Regions from separate parts of the Mus musculus genome. Here region 2 is linked to region 1. A link is a contact called in public HiCAR-type data. All regions are on one chromosome and are shown on one strand. Each heading gives the region's core, a stretch centred on a gene start, on an enhancer-like site or on the middle of the called end of the contact. The rest is flanking DNA. Distances are from core to core; before and after follow the strand shown.

Region 1 (7,483 bases), core at 2,335-4,834:
ATCTTTTCAAAAGTACAGCTCTGGTTTATTACATATTAATGCTCAGATACCATTGAAAGGTTTCTTGAGAAAGAGGGCTATAGAATTAGGTCAGCAGTCCTGCTGGCATTCCAAGGCTTTGTTTTGCTTTTCAGCTTGAGAAGGCTCAGTAAATAAAGTGGGCTTCCTACCTGGCTTTTTCAAAGAAGCAGTGGTGACTCAAAATAGTTTTTATAAAATTCTTTCTTCCCTTTCTAGTGAAATAGAAGAGTAAAATTAGCCAAGACTTAACCTTAGTGGGGAAAATGCACCATTGTGCTTTATGAAATCTTGAGTGTGGTTCTTTCGCTGCTGTTGACCTATAGCATCAATGTGAGTAGAACTTAATTGTTCTAGTTGTTTGTATTAGCTGAGAAAAAATACTCTTGAACACCCCAGTCTAGCTATATGCCTCTATCAAGTGCTTAATGTGTATCATTTTAAAAGGAGACGTTTTCTTTCTTTTTCCTCTTGTTGGGAGTTGCAGTATTGACTGTGTAGACCAAACTCCCTTCATAAGTGAGAGGCCCCAGTCATTAGAGATATCTAATCATTGTTCATAAACCCAAAAAATACAGTCCCAAGTGGGGTAGTTCATGTAAGTCATAATACAATAGATTAATAATTACTAAAAACCTATTTCAGACTTTAAATATATTGTGATATGGAAAGCTGAGGGGCTGGGTTTTTTAATTTAAACTAGTTTTACAGTAAAAGAAAACTTGAGTTCAATTTAAAAGGAATAATGTGTGTGTTGCCCATGGAGTTGTTGTGGGGAGGAGTGAGGTGAAGCTCTTTGTGAGGTGCAGTTGTTACATATTTTATCTCTAGCCCTCAGAATTACTATTTATTAACTAGTGCAGGAACAAGATAAGAAACCAGGCAGCTTGCTTTTGTGTGCGTGTGTCAGTATGTGTCTTGGACTTAAAAAATTGCTATATAGTCTTTATGTTAGCTGAAAATAACTAAGTGGCTCCTATTCAGAGAAAAGACTTCACAGAAGAATATGGTCATTGGAACCTATTTTACTGCTTTCTAGATGAGTATATATGTGGCATTGTCATGTGTGGCTTTCAGTATTTTAGCATTGAAAGAACTAAGATGACCAAGTAGATTGAGTGCCGTCCAGGAAGAGTAGCAGGTAACTGTAAGTGTCTTTGGTAAGGTTTCTCATCTTATGAGACGGTACTCAGTGAGGAGTTTCATAGAGTTGAGAAGTCTGAGATGAGAATGAAGGGGGTGGGGGAATATGCTGAGGGGGAGGAGGTGGTGCTTGTTTGGGGTCCAGAATAGAAACACCCAACACTGCACATCACCTGCAAGCAATACCTAAGGTTACCTGTAAGACAGAGTGTGGGCATGTGCAGACAAGACTTGAGTGGGGCAGGGTGAATTCAGGTGAGAGCAGGATGAAAAGGACCACAGGAGCCTTACAGGCTGAGGAGAGGAGATGTGTCACTTCTGAACCGACAGCCCAGCCCTTCAACCTGTTCCAGAAAAGGCATTTATACGCCTTGAATTTAAATTCAGTCAGTAGGAAATCAACCATGTTGGGATAGAGGTTTTGTGTTTTGTTTTTTGTTTTTTTAAACATAAGCACATTGATTTATCGTTGCATGCGGTGATCATAGTTGGCTTTAAAGATTTATCTTTAACTAAAACAGATATGTGTCCAATTGCCTATTATTCATATGACATTCAGATCTTTGCTTTCACTGTACAGATGAGTTCAGAAATAATTTCCTTGCATATTCCATGTTTGTAAAGTGTATCTTCAATAAGATGGGAGTTTAAAATGAGAACTTAAATGTGTGATAGGCCATGTGTGATGGCATAAATTTGACAACAATAAAGCTATAAGAAAACAATAAAAGCCTGTGATTGCTTTTAGAAACAAGGGACATTGGAGTGGTTAGAAAATCTAGCTTGCCTCAGACATTGTATCTAAGTTTTGGGCATCAGTGTTTATCATGAAATCAGCTTAAACATTCTTCTCAATTAAGTAAAGTTTAATTTGACATATTAAATGAAGCTTTCTGTAAGAGCTGTTCTATCAGCCATTGTTGAATGTTAGTCAACAGAAAGCCTTTGTATATTTTTAAAAAAACACCACACACAACCAAAAACCCACTTTCAGTAATTTCCCCAAGAGCTGGGACTAGGAGGAGAAATGGGCAGGGCCAGATCTTGAATGTTAGAGGACTAAGAACTCTAAAAGTCACCAAAAACCTTTACAAAGAGGTGACACAAACTTTGTACGGAGTAGAGAAAACATAATAGTGGTTGTCTTAGAAGAACTTCAGATCTGGTGACTCATACCTTTCATCCCAAGCACTGAAGAGGCAGAGCCAGGCTGAGGTTAAGCCCAGCCAAGGCTACAGAGTGAAATCTTGGCTAGAAACAAAGCACTCCTCTCCCACCTGTACCCCCAATAAAGAGAGAATGGTGAAGAAACTATATTAGTTCTTTTTCTCATTGTAACTTTGGGAAGGGAAGGCTTATTTGGGTCCACCATTTTGAGTACAATCATTTGGGGTGACAGTAGTTCAAAGCAGCTGGTCCCGTTGTGTCTGTAGTCAGGCAGTAGGGATAAGCATTGATGTTCCATTCACTATCATCCCCACCCATGAGATGATGGTGCTGCTGACATTAGGGTGAATCTTGCCTTTGCAGTTAAACCTAGAATGCCCAGAGGTGTGTTCTGTTGCTGTGATAAAGCAACACTTAGGAAAGGTGTACACTGGATGCAGGAGCTGATACAGAGACCCTGGAAGGGAGCTGGCTGGCTCCAGGCTTGCTCGGCCCGCTTTCTTGTAGAACCATGTGCTCTCAACCATCCTAGTGCTGCCGCTACCCTTTAATACGGTTTCATGTTGTGGTCTCCAACTGTAAAACTATTTTTGATGCTACTTGGTAATTGTAATTTTGCTACTGTTACGAATTTTTCTGATGGGTCTTTGGTAATTCCTGTGGAGGGTTCCCAACCCACAGGTTGAACCACTTCTAATAGACAACTACCCACAATGAGCTAAGACCTCCCCCAAGAATCGATAATTAAGAAAATGCACTACAGCTGGATGTCAATCTAGGCTCCCTCCTTTCAGATAACTCTAGCTTGTGACAGTTTGCTATAAAACTAGCCAGAACAATTGACCGATCTCTTGTCAACTTGACACACATCACCGTTAAGCCTTAACCTTTTTCTTCCCCATGATCACATATGGGTATCAGTGTTTTGTTACAAACGTTTCAAAATTTAAGTTCCACAGCCTTTAAAAATTCAAACACTTGAAAGCTCAATCTCTTAAAATCCAAAGTCCTTGTAAAATTCCAAATTCTCTAAAAGTTCAAAGTTTCAACTGTGAGCTCCTGTAAAATCAAAAATAAATTGAATACTTTCTTAATTCAAGAGGGGAGGACCAGGACACAGTCACAATCAAACGGAATCCAAAGTTGTAAAGTATAAATAGATCAATGCCTACTATCTAGGATTCACTCACTGTCTTCTGGGCCCCTCCAAGAGTCTTGGGTCACTTCTACAGCTCTACCCTCTGCAGCACACACAGCATGTCTTCTAGGCTCAGTCTGGCTCCACTCCAAAGCTCCTGCTGTCTTTGTGGTCATCCCACAGTACTGGCATCTCCAAAATGCTGGGGTCTTCTGCTGAGACTGGCCTGTACTTTGACCAATGGCCTGTCATAGGCTCTCTTCAGTCCTGGGCCTTCAACTGCCACTGAACTATCTAGGTGACTGACTCTTAAACTACCAAGTTTCTCTGCCAGCTTATGCATGGTACAACCTTGGCTGCCCTGGAAACACAGCTTCCCAGGATACACTTCAGGAAATTTTACTTCAGTGATGTTGGTCTCTTAATTCATCATTGCTAATTTCTCATCTCTAGATAACTAGCATCTCTTGTTCCAGTAGAGAAAAAAGTTAAATGGTGCCTGATCTCTTGTTAGTCACAGCTGAGAGTTTTCTTCCCCAGCTTACCCAGACCACAGAATCTTAATTCAAAATAGCTGATATGCAGGGCTTTACTCTCTGGAACTTCATAAACTGGGCCTCCATGATCTGCATTTTTCTCAACACTTTTCTTCCAAGCTCCCACAGAGCAGCTCACCAAGCTTTGAACACTCAAGGGCTTTTCTCTTCAAAGTCCTTTCACAATTCTCCCCAAAACAATACCCCGCTATCCTGATACCAACTGCTGTCCTAATTAGGGTTACTATTTGTGTGATGAACACCATGACCAGAACAACTAAGGAAAGGTATTTATTTGACTTATACTCCTGTGTGCATTGAAGGAAGTCAGGGCAGGAACCTGGAGACAGGAGTTGATGAAAGCCATGGATGAGAGCTGGCTTGCCACTCCTAGCTTTCTCAGCATGCTTTCTTATCAGCACCACCCCCTGTGCTAGGCCCTCACCCTCACCCGTGAAAAATGCCGTACGTGCTTACCTGCAGCCTGATCTTATGGAGACATTTTCTTTAAGGAGATTACCTCATCTCAGATCACTAGCTTGTGTCAATTTGACAAAATATTTTTTTCTCCTTCAGCTCATTAATAATAATTTAGGGGACTTGAGAGATGGCTCAGTGGTTAAGAGCACTGGCTGCTCTTTCAGAGGATCCTGGTTCAATTTCCAGGACCCACATGGCAGCTCAAAATTGTAATTCCAGTTCCACTGATCTGAAACTCTTACACAGACGTAAATGCAGACAGAACACCAATAATGTACAAGGATTATGTAGAAATAATTTATATTTTTGCAGAATTGGATTTGACTTCTGGGGCATCTTTAAGTTGTGAGAGACTTTTTCTTGACTGTAATGAGAGCTTGTCTAGAAACAGCCATGACTGTATAATCTTGAGAGTACCAAGTAACAGACACTTTCTTTTGGCTCTAGGAAAAAGATGATCTTTGGCATATTCATGCTGAAGTGTGGGGTTTTCAGAGTCAAAATTAAGGATGTTCTAATGTCAACTAAGTTGGATCAGCATTAGTCCATAATCCATTGAACTTCTAGTAAGCTTAAGTTTGTTTAGGATGCTTGGGATTCCCTACTGTGTCTTCATCTTAGATCCCATAGCCTTCAGTACCATAACAGTTTCAAATGAAGGATAAATGGAGCTCATGTTTGTAGGGCTCCTAGAATAGCTGTCTCTGCTCAAGGCCAATTTGTTTTCTTGAAATAGCTTCTCCTGATCCTCTTGTGAAAACTACTGGTACCTTCAGTGCTGCCAGCTTACTGGTTCCACCTTTTTTCATTCATTTCCATAGATGTATACAGGACATTCCTGGGCAGTACCTAGTTATACCTTATTAAGGATAAATTTACTCTTAATTGTTCAACATGTTCTACACTTAAAAACTCACGTATGTGTACACACACACACACACCCATCTTTGAGAGTGGAGTTAGGATGAGTAGGATAATTTCCCACCCCTTTTAGAGCCCTGTGCTCAGGCTTGCTGTCAAACACCTTTGTCCCTCTGAGCCATCTAGCTGACCTCATATAAGTGTTTTGTTTTTTTAAGACAAGGTCTGGCTGTATGCCTGGCTGACCTCAGATTATTTTAGATATCAAGGCATGTGATACACTACACCCAGCTCTGTCTTGATGGCCAAAAATTATAATATCTCTTTAAAAAAAAAAGACTTAGTATTTTGTTTGTATAATGTCCTGCCTGTACCACATTTGTCTGTGCCAAAAGAAGCCAGATGAGGATATTGGATTTCCTGGGACTCCAGTTGTGAGCTACCATGTGGGCCGTGGGGGACAAGTCAGGTTCTCTGTAAAAACAAGTGCTCTGAGCCATCTCTCTCTAGCCATGAAAAGAGTTTTTTAGTGCTGTGGCTAGCTGGTCATTGACTTGGGCTTGATCTTTTCTCAACAGTTAAGAGCCACTCACTGGCTAATCTTCAAGAGGACTCAGGTAATGAAACTCAAGTACATTACTGTCATCTACATGGTAGCTCAGAACTCTCTGTAATTCCAGACCTAGAGGATCTGACACCTTTTCTTGGTCTCTGCTGGCACCAAGTGTACATGTGTACAACATGTAGGCAGGCAGAATATCTGTATGCAAAATAAATTTAAAGCTAATAAGAATCGTAGCTCAGTTTAAAGTGACATGCTTGGATCCCAGTCAACCCAGAGGCCAGTTGTTTTGGCAGAATAAACAACTTTAGTTACAGTTAAGGATTCACATACTTGGAACCATGCTCTTTTTCCGTAATGGCTCTCCTTCCAGTTGTCCTTAGCTCTCATCTGAGAGCATTATCATCAGACTCTTTAATCATATCACAAAGATAATGATATGCCCCACAGAGGACATTTCTGTGTGGATTTTTATGGTAAGGAGTGAAAGTTAGGATAGTTGCGCAGACTTAACGGCCCTATAGTTAATATTTATTGAGTGACTGCCCATTATTTTGTAAACCCTGTGTCATAGAAAAGAAGATATAAAAATCTTCTGCTTCTAAGTCTCAACTAGAGAGGAAAATGACTTGTACACAAATAGAAGTAAGGCAGGGGAAGCTGCTTCAACATTTTTTTAAAGATTTGATGGGGGAAGAGCTGGGAATTTACAGACTAATGTGTGCAGGTTATAAACACTGTTAAAGTGTTGGGTTGAGGATGCGGCTCATTTGATGAAAGAAATGCACTTGGGTACCACCCTCAGCCCCAGCATAAAGGGCATAGTAGCTGTAATCCTGGCATGGACCTCTGTGGGTGATGGCTGAAGGGCCAGAAGTTGGACAGCCTGTGTCTTGGAGCTAGTTTCAAGGCTAGAGCCTGGGACAAAGAGACTGTCAAGCATCAATCAAACAAACAAAGGTCATATGTTAGGTGCCGTGTTCCTGTAATCCCAGCACCCCAAGCAGGAAATAACAAATTTGAGGTCAGTTTGAGCTATATGTGGTAAAACCTTGGCTCTGAAAATGAAACTGTAAAAAGAAACTGAAGACAAACATTTAAAATGGTGCTGGAGAGATGACTCAGTTGATAAAACACGTGCTATGTAAGCAGGAAGACCCAAATTCAGATCCCCAGCTCCTACTGGACTGTAGACCTCTCCTGGGGTGGAAGAGTCAGACAGATTCCTGAAGGTCACTGGCCAAGCCACCCAACTCAGCTGGGGTCCAGGTCTGTTGACAGACCCTGTTACAGAAAGAAGGAAAGAAAGGAAGAAAGAGGTGGAAGACACCTCAAGTTGACCCCTGTTCTGTCCGCGCACACAGCTTTATGATGAAGTAAGTGCTTGGTAATGGGACCTTGTTTTATGAGGCCCATGGTTATGCTGTTTGCAAAAGGGACCTTGCAGAGGAGGGTGTCAGAATACTTTATCAAGAACTGCTTGGTGAGTTGGTGTCTGGTTTTACCTATATTGATTAGTAGTAAAGGTTTGCCTTATAGTTAGTTGGTTAGTTATTTTGAGGCAGGCTCTCATTCTGT
Region 2 (7,483 bases), core at 2,083-4,582, 1.3 Mb before region 1:
GTTAATAGATTGTCTTCAGAGAGAATAAATGCTCTCTCCACTTCTATATACCCCTTAGATATGCTTCTCATTGAAAAAGGTCAAAAATCAAGCCTGTATCCTGGCAGTTTGTCTGTCAGCATCATCCCAGTACCACTGACTAGTAGGAGTCATACGGGACAAAAGTCAGGGGAATCTAGAGTTGAAGCAGTCTTGCCACTTTAGGGATGCAATCTTTTGATGGTTGGTTTTGTTGACTTGACACAATGTAAAATCACCTGAGAGGGAAGTCTAAATGAAGGATTATCAGCATCAGGTTGGCTTGTGGGCATGTTTGTGGGAAGCTATCTTGATTACATTAATTGTAGTTGAAAATCTGTCCACTTCGAGTGACAACATTCCTTAGAAAGGGACTCTCAGATTAAGAGAGAAGTGGGCAGAGTATAAACTTGCAAGCATTTTTTTCTGTTTCTTTCTTTCTTCTTCTTCTTCTTTTTTTTTTTTTAATTTATTTATTACATGTAAGTACACTGTAGCTGTCTTCAGACACACCAGAAGAGGGCATCAGATCTCGTCACAGATGGTTGTGAGCCACCATGTGGTTGCTGGGATTTGAACTCTGGACCTTCGGAAGAGCAGTCGGGTGCTCTTACCCACCGAGCCATCTCACCAGCCCTCTTTTTTTTTTTTTAAATTATTATTTTTTTTTCAAGACAGGGTTTCACTATGTAACTCTGGCTATATGGCAACTCACCATGTAGATTAGCCTGGCCTTGAACTCAGACTCTGCCTGCCTCTGCCTCCCCAGTGCTGGGATTAAAGGTGGCTACTATTTCTGGCATGTTTCTGTTCTTGACTGTGGATGTAACTAGTGACTCAAGTTCCTGCCACCCTGACTTTAAGTTGGTACTGTAAGCTAAATAAACTCTTCCTCCCTAAAGTTACTTTTGTTAGGGTGTTTTATCATAGCAAACAGGGGAAAAACTAAGATAAAAATCGTGCCCGAGTCCACCAACGCATACTTTACTCTCTGCATTTAGCCTCTTGGGTTTACATGTAATTGTGAAGAAAAGATAGCATACAGAGGAGGAAGAAATGAAGGACTGATACGTGTGTAACCCTTTCCTCATTGAAATTATGAAATTCCACTGGAAATGATGGCACACATATTTAACCCCAGCAGGAGGGTCTCTGTGGATATAAGGCTAACCTGGTCTACATACAGTTCTAGGACAGTCAGAGCTACATAATAGATATATTATCTAAACAAACAAATAATACAACAAAATTCTGAAATGCTGATTTCCTTACACTTGAGACCTTGAGTTCAGTCAGAGGGCAGGAGAGCCAACCTTTATTCCTTTGTTGATTTGACAGCCCTGGCCCTGTAGCCCTCTCCTCCTCAGGATTTGGGGGTGACATCACTCATAATGACAGGCATCATGTGTGTGTGCTCAAGGCTCACAGACGAGGCTAGGCCATAGTTCCTTACAGAGTATCTAAGATCTATTTTCTAGTCTGTAGGAACAGCCACTAATTAAAGCATTTGGTGCTATTTGTGAACCTACTATTTTTGGCTTTTAGGTCATTTCCCATCTGTAACCCTTGTCACCCACTTGTGATCATAAAGAACAAGGTCAGCATATCTGCTCTTGTCATTTCTCATCTAGTTATAAATATAATGTATCCATTCTGTTAGTTCTAGGAACCAGAAAAATCCTGAGTGGCTCTGGCCACAGTAAAGAATATAGACACTTACACATAAGTCAAACCATCTGCTGAATAAATAAATATCACCCAAGTGTTCTGTGACAACACTTTCACAACAAATCAAAGTATGGTTACCACTAAAGTCCAACTTGGTGAACTAATGAGTTTTATAGAGGTTACCTGCAGGAGTATGGATGAGGAATGACTTACAGGAGCAGAAATGACTCAAAGACAGCTGCATCACCAAAGCCCACCCCAGCATGGGTGACAGCTCACAAAAGCTGGGAACCTGAAGCATACTGCACAGCTAACAAGCAGCTCAACAGGTTGTAGAGTGTCCTTTCCAAGGGATTTAGTTGGTATAAATGTCTTCCACGTGGCTCAGCTGGTTTTTGCTTCTTCTAGGCAGCTGGTCTAGCCTCAGAGTCTTCTTTACAGCTTGGCTTGTCTGAACAAAAGCTCTCTCTCCAGGTTTATTGTTAATTTTTTGGGGGGGGGGGGCGGCTAGTGAATCTGGTCAGTTTCAGGAACTTCCTGAAGTTTTTTATTTTTTTAAACTTTCCGTCTTAAAGTCTTCCTTGCAAGATAGAACATTTCAATCTTAAAGAAACTAACACTTAACACCAAAGTTGAGGGTATGGTGATAATATGGCTGAGAATTTTAAATGTTAAGATGATTAGTAATAACAGTATCACCCATAGGGGCTGTTGAAAATTAAATTATTACATGAAGGTGTAACGTTACATGTTAATTATACAGATTTCTAGTCTACATGTTTATCTAGATATACATAGACTCTCTAGACTCTTCTGATTTAGAATCATAAGATTTGCCTAATAGCCAGTTTGCTGTGTGCCCGTGAGAAGTATTCACTCTCTGATATTGTTTCTTATTGTCTGTAAAGTGGAGGTGGTAATGTTACTTACCTTACATACATGGGTCCAGGAACGTTACAAATGTTTTGTTTGTTGGCTAGTTAGTCTCCTTCCTTCCTTCCTTCCTTCCTTCCTTCCTTCCTTCCTTCCTTCCTTCCTTCCTTCCTTCCCTTCTTCCCTCCCTCCCTTCCTCCCTCTCTTTCATCTACTTTTGAGACAGGTTCTTAAGTAATATAGGTTGACTGCAAACTGCTAAAAATGGCCTTGAGCTCCTGTTCCTCCTGGCTCTACCTCCTGAGAGCTGAGATTATAGGCATGGGCCAACATAGCAGGCTCGCAAAGCTTTGGTTGTGAGTATGATTCAGACGCTGATCTTTCATTATCAGGTAATTGGTACACAGTGATCACCGGGCAGCCCGTTCACAGGGTGCACACTACTACAACCCCAGGAGTGATAACAAGTTAAAGACATACATTGTTCAGAAAGGGCATCAATGTGGGGCCTGGGCACATATAGTTGTTAAAGCTATGACCCATAAAAGGCGCCAGGCTAGAACATTCTAGTCACAGATGTTGGCAGAATGAAATCTGTACAAAGCTGTATTGTAAGTATCTGGAAACCACTCTGGCAAACAGCTCTTCCCATGATTTCTAATGGATCGTAAGCCCAGGAAATCTGCATTCCTCGGTGGGTTTCATAGTAACAACCCTGGACTGAGAATCAGAAGCTGGCTTCAAGGCCCAATTGTGTTTTCTGACTGTGTGGTCACAGACAAGTCATTTATCATCGCTCGGCTGGAAAGAAGGAATGATCATCCCTTCTCTGCAGGACTCTAAGGAGACTAAAATATGTTTGTATATGTAATGTCATTGTGTAGCTTGCAAAGAACCGGGCAAATGCATGTATTAGCATTCCTCCCAGACACTGAGAGAGATGCAGCGGTGTAGTAACCCCTGTCCCCCATAAACAGTAGAAGCAGAAAGAGAAAGAAAGAAGGTAGCGGGATGAAGTTCACTTATACACCTGGGGAATTCATGACTTGGAATACCTAGCTTCTAAGTCGTATAGGGATGGCCAGGCTGGGCCTAACATCAACCCTCATGGCCATGTCTGTGTCTGGAAAACAGAGCAGTGAGGTAAGTCTGAGGGATTATTTCCCCTTCAGGAAGGAAGGTCAACAATGAGAGGGAGTCTGACAGAGAACTGAGGCCTCACAGGGTAAGCACGGGAAACTGGACAAGTGGCTGAGAGCTGTTCCCACAGGAAGCAGGACTTGCAGGTGACCAGATGAAGGTCTGCTTGGGCTGGTGGGTTGGGAGATTTCTGTAGCATAAACACTGGAGCAACCTAAAGCCATGCCCAGAGCTGCACTGTGCCCCCTGGCTCCCCACATAGCCAGAGGGCACCTTCAAAGCACACAGTGCCCCTGGCAGTGGTAAAGTGTTACGTTTGTGAAGTGGAGCTAAAAGGTATCCTGGGACAAAGATGTTACTTAACCCATACTAAGCTACCTATACCCCAAGCCCTATACTAGTTACCTAGAACAATTTAAAATAACCTTATTTAATTTTGTCTTTGTGTGTCTGAGTATATACACATCAGTGCAAGTGCTATCAGAAGCCAGTAGAGGACATCAGACCCCCTGTAGCCGGAGGTACATGTGGCTGTGACCTGCCTGTGCTGGGAGACAAACCCAGGCCTTCTACATGCACAGTACACACTTTTAACTGCTCAGCTATCTTTCCAGCTCAATTTACTATACAGTCTTACACCTAAATGGAAAATAAAAATGAGATAGCAGTTATTGACTATTCATTTTCTATGTGGAAAAACTCACTTGAGGCAGTATGAGCAACAACAGCACACTAGTAGGAAGCCCAAGGGTAGATATTAGAAGTCAGTTACTATAGAGAGACCAAGCACTCCAGCTCAAGTGTCTACACAAGGCAGCTGTCCTGATCAAGAGGATTTGTTGCTCACAAAAGCAGAGGTGCAGGCATGGGGCAGGCTGTGTCCTTGGTTTTACTCTAACTCAGGTGGTGAGACTATCTTCTTCCCATGGCCCAGGTCTGACCTCAACCTCTTTCTGAGATTGTCTAGCTTGAAAAGAACCTGTGAACCTGTGCAAAGGAAATGAAGGAAAGGCAGGGTCAGCCACTTAACATCTCTTACTTTCTGAGAATGCTGTAGAGCCTTTGTGTAAGCCTTAAAAGGTTTACAAGGTGTGTGTGTGTGTGTGTGTGTGTGTGTATGCTGGAGTGGAGAGGGTGGATAAAGAAAGACTTGAATTCCTTGTGGAAAGTACTGGCCTTACGCTGTTGGACGGAAAAGATGAGTATGTTGCTTGCGCTCTGACTCAGTCCTTCCCGTAAAGGGCTCTGAGCAGAGAAGGCACCGGCCTGTAAGGAACTGGATTTCAACGCAGGAGGAGAAAGGAGGGAAATATGAAGAGCTGTCTGTGAGGAGATTCTTCCCAGTCTTCTTCCATGAGTTCTCAGAGACACTGCTTCCGTCAAGCCCTGCCACCAGTCTTTCTCGTGTTGGCCATGCCTCTCGTGTGAGACCAACTTCCCATTTCATCCTGTGAGGCAGAACTTGACCTTTCTCTAACCCTCACCTATAAAACCTAGGCATATGAAATTGTTCCTGTCAGTCAAAAGTAGACTTGCCCTGGCTACACTCTATGCATTCTGCATTCTATTGCCTGTAGAGCACTTGTTTACACTTTATAGTACTTCTCATTATTAGAATAAATTACCAAGATTATTTCTTCTTCTCCTTCCTCCTCCTACAACCCCTCCTCCCCCCAACACTAAGTCCTTGAGAGCAGAGACACTACTGCCATTCTTTGTATCTCTAGCTTTTAGCTCATTGCCTGGCCCTCAGTGGGAGCTCTGCATTTGTCTAATGGATGCTTGGGCTTTGAAGAGACCGCATCAGTCTGTGGCATCCGCCAAGTTCTCTCATTTTACTTTTTCACCTCTAAGAGCCAGGTTGTATGGCTGGCAGCATGGCTCTGTGGGTAGATTTTTTTTTTTGAAAGGGAGGGGGGATTTTGTTTTTTTGTTTTTTTTTGTTTTTTAAAGATTTATTTATTATATGTAAGTACACTGTAGCTGTCTTCAGACACTCCAGAAGAAGGCGTCAGATCTTGTTACAGATGGTTGTGAGCCACCATGTGGTTGCTGGGATTTGAACTTCAGACCTTCGGAAGAGCAGTCGGGTGCTCTTACCCACTGAGCCATCTCACCAGCCCCCTCTGTGGGTAGATTGCTTGTGCAAACATAAGGTTGTGAGTTCAGATTCCCAGTACCTGGGTCAGGCCTTGTCAGCCCAGCACTGGGCTCAGAGACAGGTGGGTCCTGGGCACTTTCTGGTAGGCAGGCTAGCTGAAACACTGAATTCCAGATTTAGTGAGAGACTGTAGCTCAGAAAGTAAGGTAGAGGGGCCTGGAGAGATGGCTCAAAAGGCTCGAAAGTTAACAATCCACGCTGCTCTCGGGGATCTGATGCCCTCTTCTGACCTCTGGGTGCACACACACACACACACACACACACACACACACACACACACACACAGCTAAGTAGTTTTGGGATGGCTTACCAGGTTTGTAGGATCTAACCCTAGCTGCTCACGACAATCTCCTATGGACAGTGTTAAAAACACAGATCCCATAAAATGTTTTAAATATAAAAAAAAAAAAAAAAAAAAAAAAGAAAATAGATAAAAAAAAAAAAAAAAAAAAAAAAACACAGATCCCATCCATATCAGTGGAGTCACCAGCAGGGCGGGGCCCAGGAATACCTGGTACTGGTTCAAGGTCTTGGTGGCAGCTGCCAAGCCTGGTCTTGGGAATCTCCAGACTCGAAAGAAGCTACAGGGCAAGGACAACACGCACATTTCTCACTGCCAGCTTCCAGTGCCAGTATAACGCCAAGCACAGGGCACAGAAATGAGATGTTGTTACCTCATCTTGTAAGTCATTACCATGTCAGAGGGCACCTTCAGCTGCCAAGGCCTATCTGGAGAGCCCTCAAGAGCTTTGGAGTCCTAACCTGGAGAGGTGGATCTATCAGGGTGGCATGACCCAGCCATGCATCAGTGGGCAGTTTAACTCCCAAGCCTCAGATTCTTTTAAGGACGAGGGCATGGGATTAAATGACCCCTAGGATCCGATGGGTCCTGGCCATTCCTAAATGGCCACCACTTAATGTGTGCCTTTTGCCGGCTGACTTATAAGCACATTTTGTTGAGGTATCTGTAATCTCTCCCATCTACCTCTCACCATGGGGTTTGGAGTCCTGAGAGATGGGGCAGAAACTCTGATTGAAGACTTACACTCAAAGCCAAAACAAACAGAAAAGATAAATAAAACAGAAGGAAGCAAAATAAAACCCAAGGAGAAGATAGTTAGGCAAGTTACTAACGCCCTTTAATCCCGGCGCACTGGAGGCAGAGGCAGGCGGATCTTTGAGTTCAATGCCAGCCTGGTCTACAGAGTGAGTTCCAAGACAGCTGTAACTACAGAGAGAAACCATCTTGAAAAAAATAACAATAATAACAAAGCTAGTTAACTAAGGCCACGTAGTTAATTAAAAACGGTCCATCTCAATATGAACCAAAGATACTGATAGAATAATAAAGTCAAACAACCATTTTTCCTTCTTTTAAAACAACAAATTAATTGAGCTATAATTTGTACACCATGAAATTAGCCTCCTTAAAGTATAGAGTTGAATGACTTATAGAACTAGGTATTCAATTGTCAGATCACCCACCATGATCAAGTAGGCTTCATTCTAGAGATGCAGGGATGGTTCAATATATGTAAATCTATCAATGTAATCCACTATATAAATACCACATGATATAAAATAAAAACCACATGATCATCTCATTAGCTGCTAAAAAAGCCT

The links. HiCAR-type assays count read pairs that join an accessible place to other places.
Region 2: a HiCAR-type map of astrocytes shows a contact between it and region 1, with 2.0 times the contacts expected there. The contact joins two enhancer-like sites. A contact is called at or near these places in 1 of 39 promoter capture datasets (liver), 2 of 484 Hi-C or Micro-C datasets (CD8 T cells and muscle stem cells) and 2 of 115 datasets of contacts at active chromatin or transcription factors (T-cell acute lymphoblastic leukemia and astrocytes).

Annotation. Positions count from the first base shown.
Region 1 is chr15:36,781,687-36,789,169 of GRCm38.p6, reverse strand. The region is part of intron 3 of Ywhaz (tyrosine 3-monooxygenase/tryptophan 5-monooxygenase activation protein, zeta polypeptide); the gene reads left to right. Among named protein-coding and RNA genes, the nearest start is that of Ywhaz, 9.1 kb to the left of the region's middle. Within about 2 kb of position 3,584, at least 38 of the 459 cell types and tissues checked have an H3K27ac peak or open chromatin away from gene starts, as enhancers often do. A contact at or near this core is called in astrocytes, where this site is marked.
Region 2 is chr15:38,092,295-38,099,777 of GRCm38.p6, reverse strand. No RefSeq gene overlaps it. Among named protein-coding and RNA genes, the nearest start is that of Ubr5, 17 kb to the right of the region's middle. Within about 2 kb of position 3,332, at least 8 of the 459 cell types and tissues checked have an H3K27ac peak or open chromatin away from gene starts, as enhancers often do. A contact at or near this core is called in astrocytes, where this site is marked.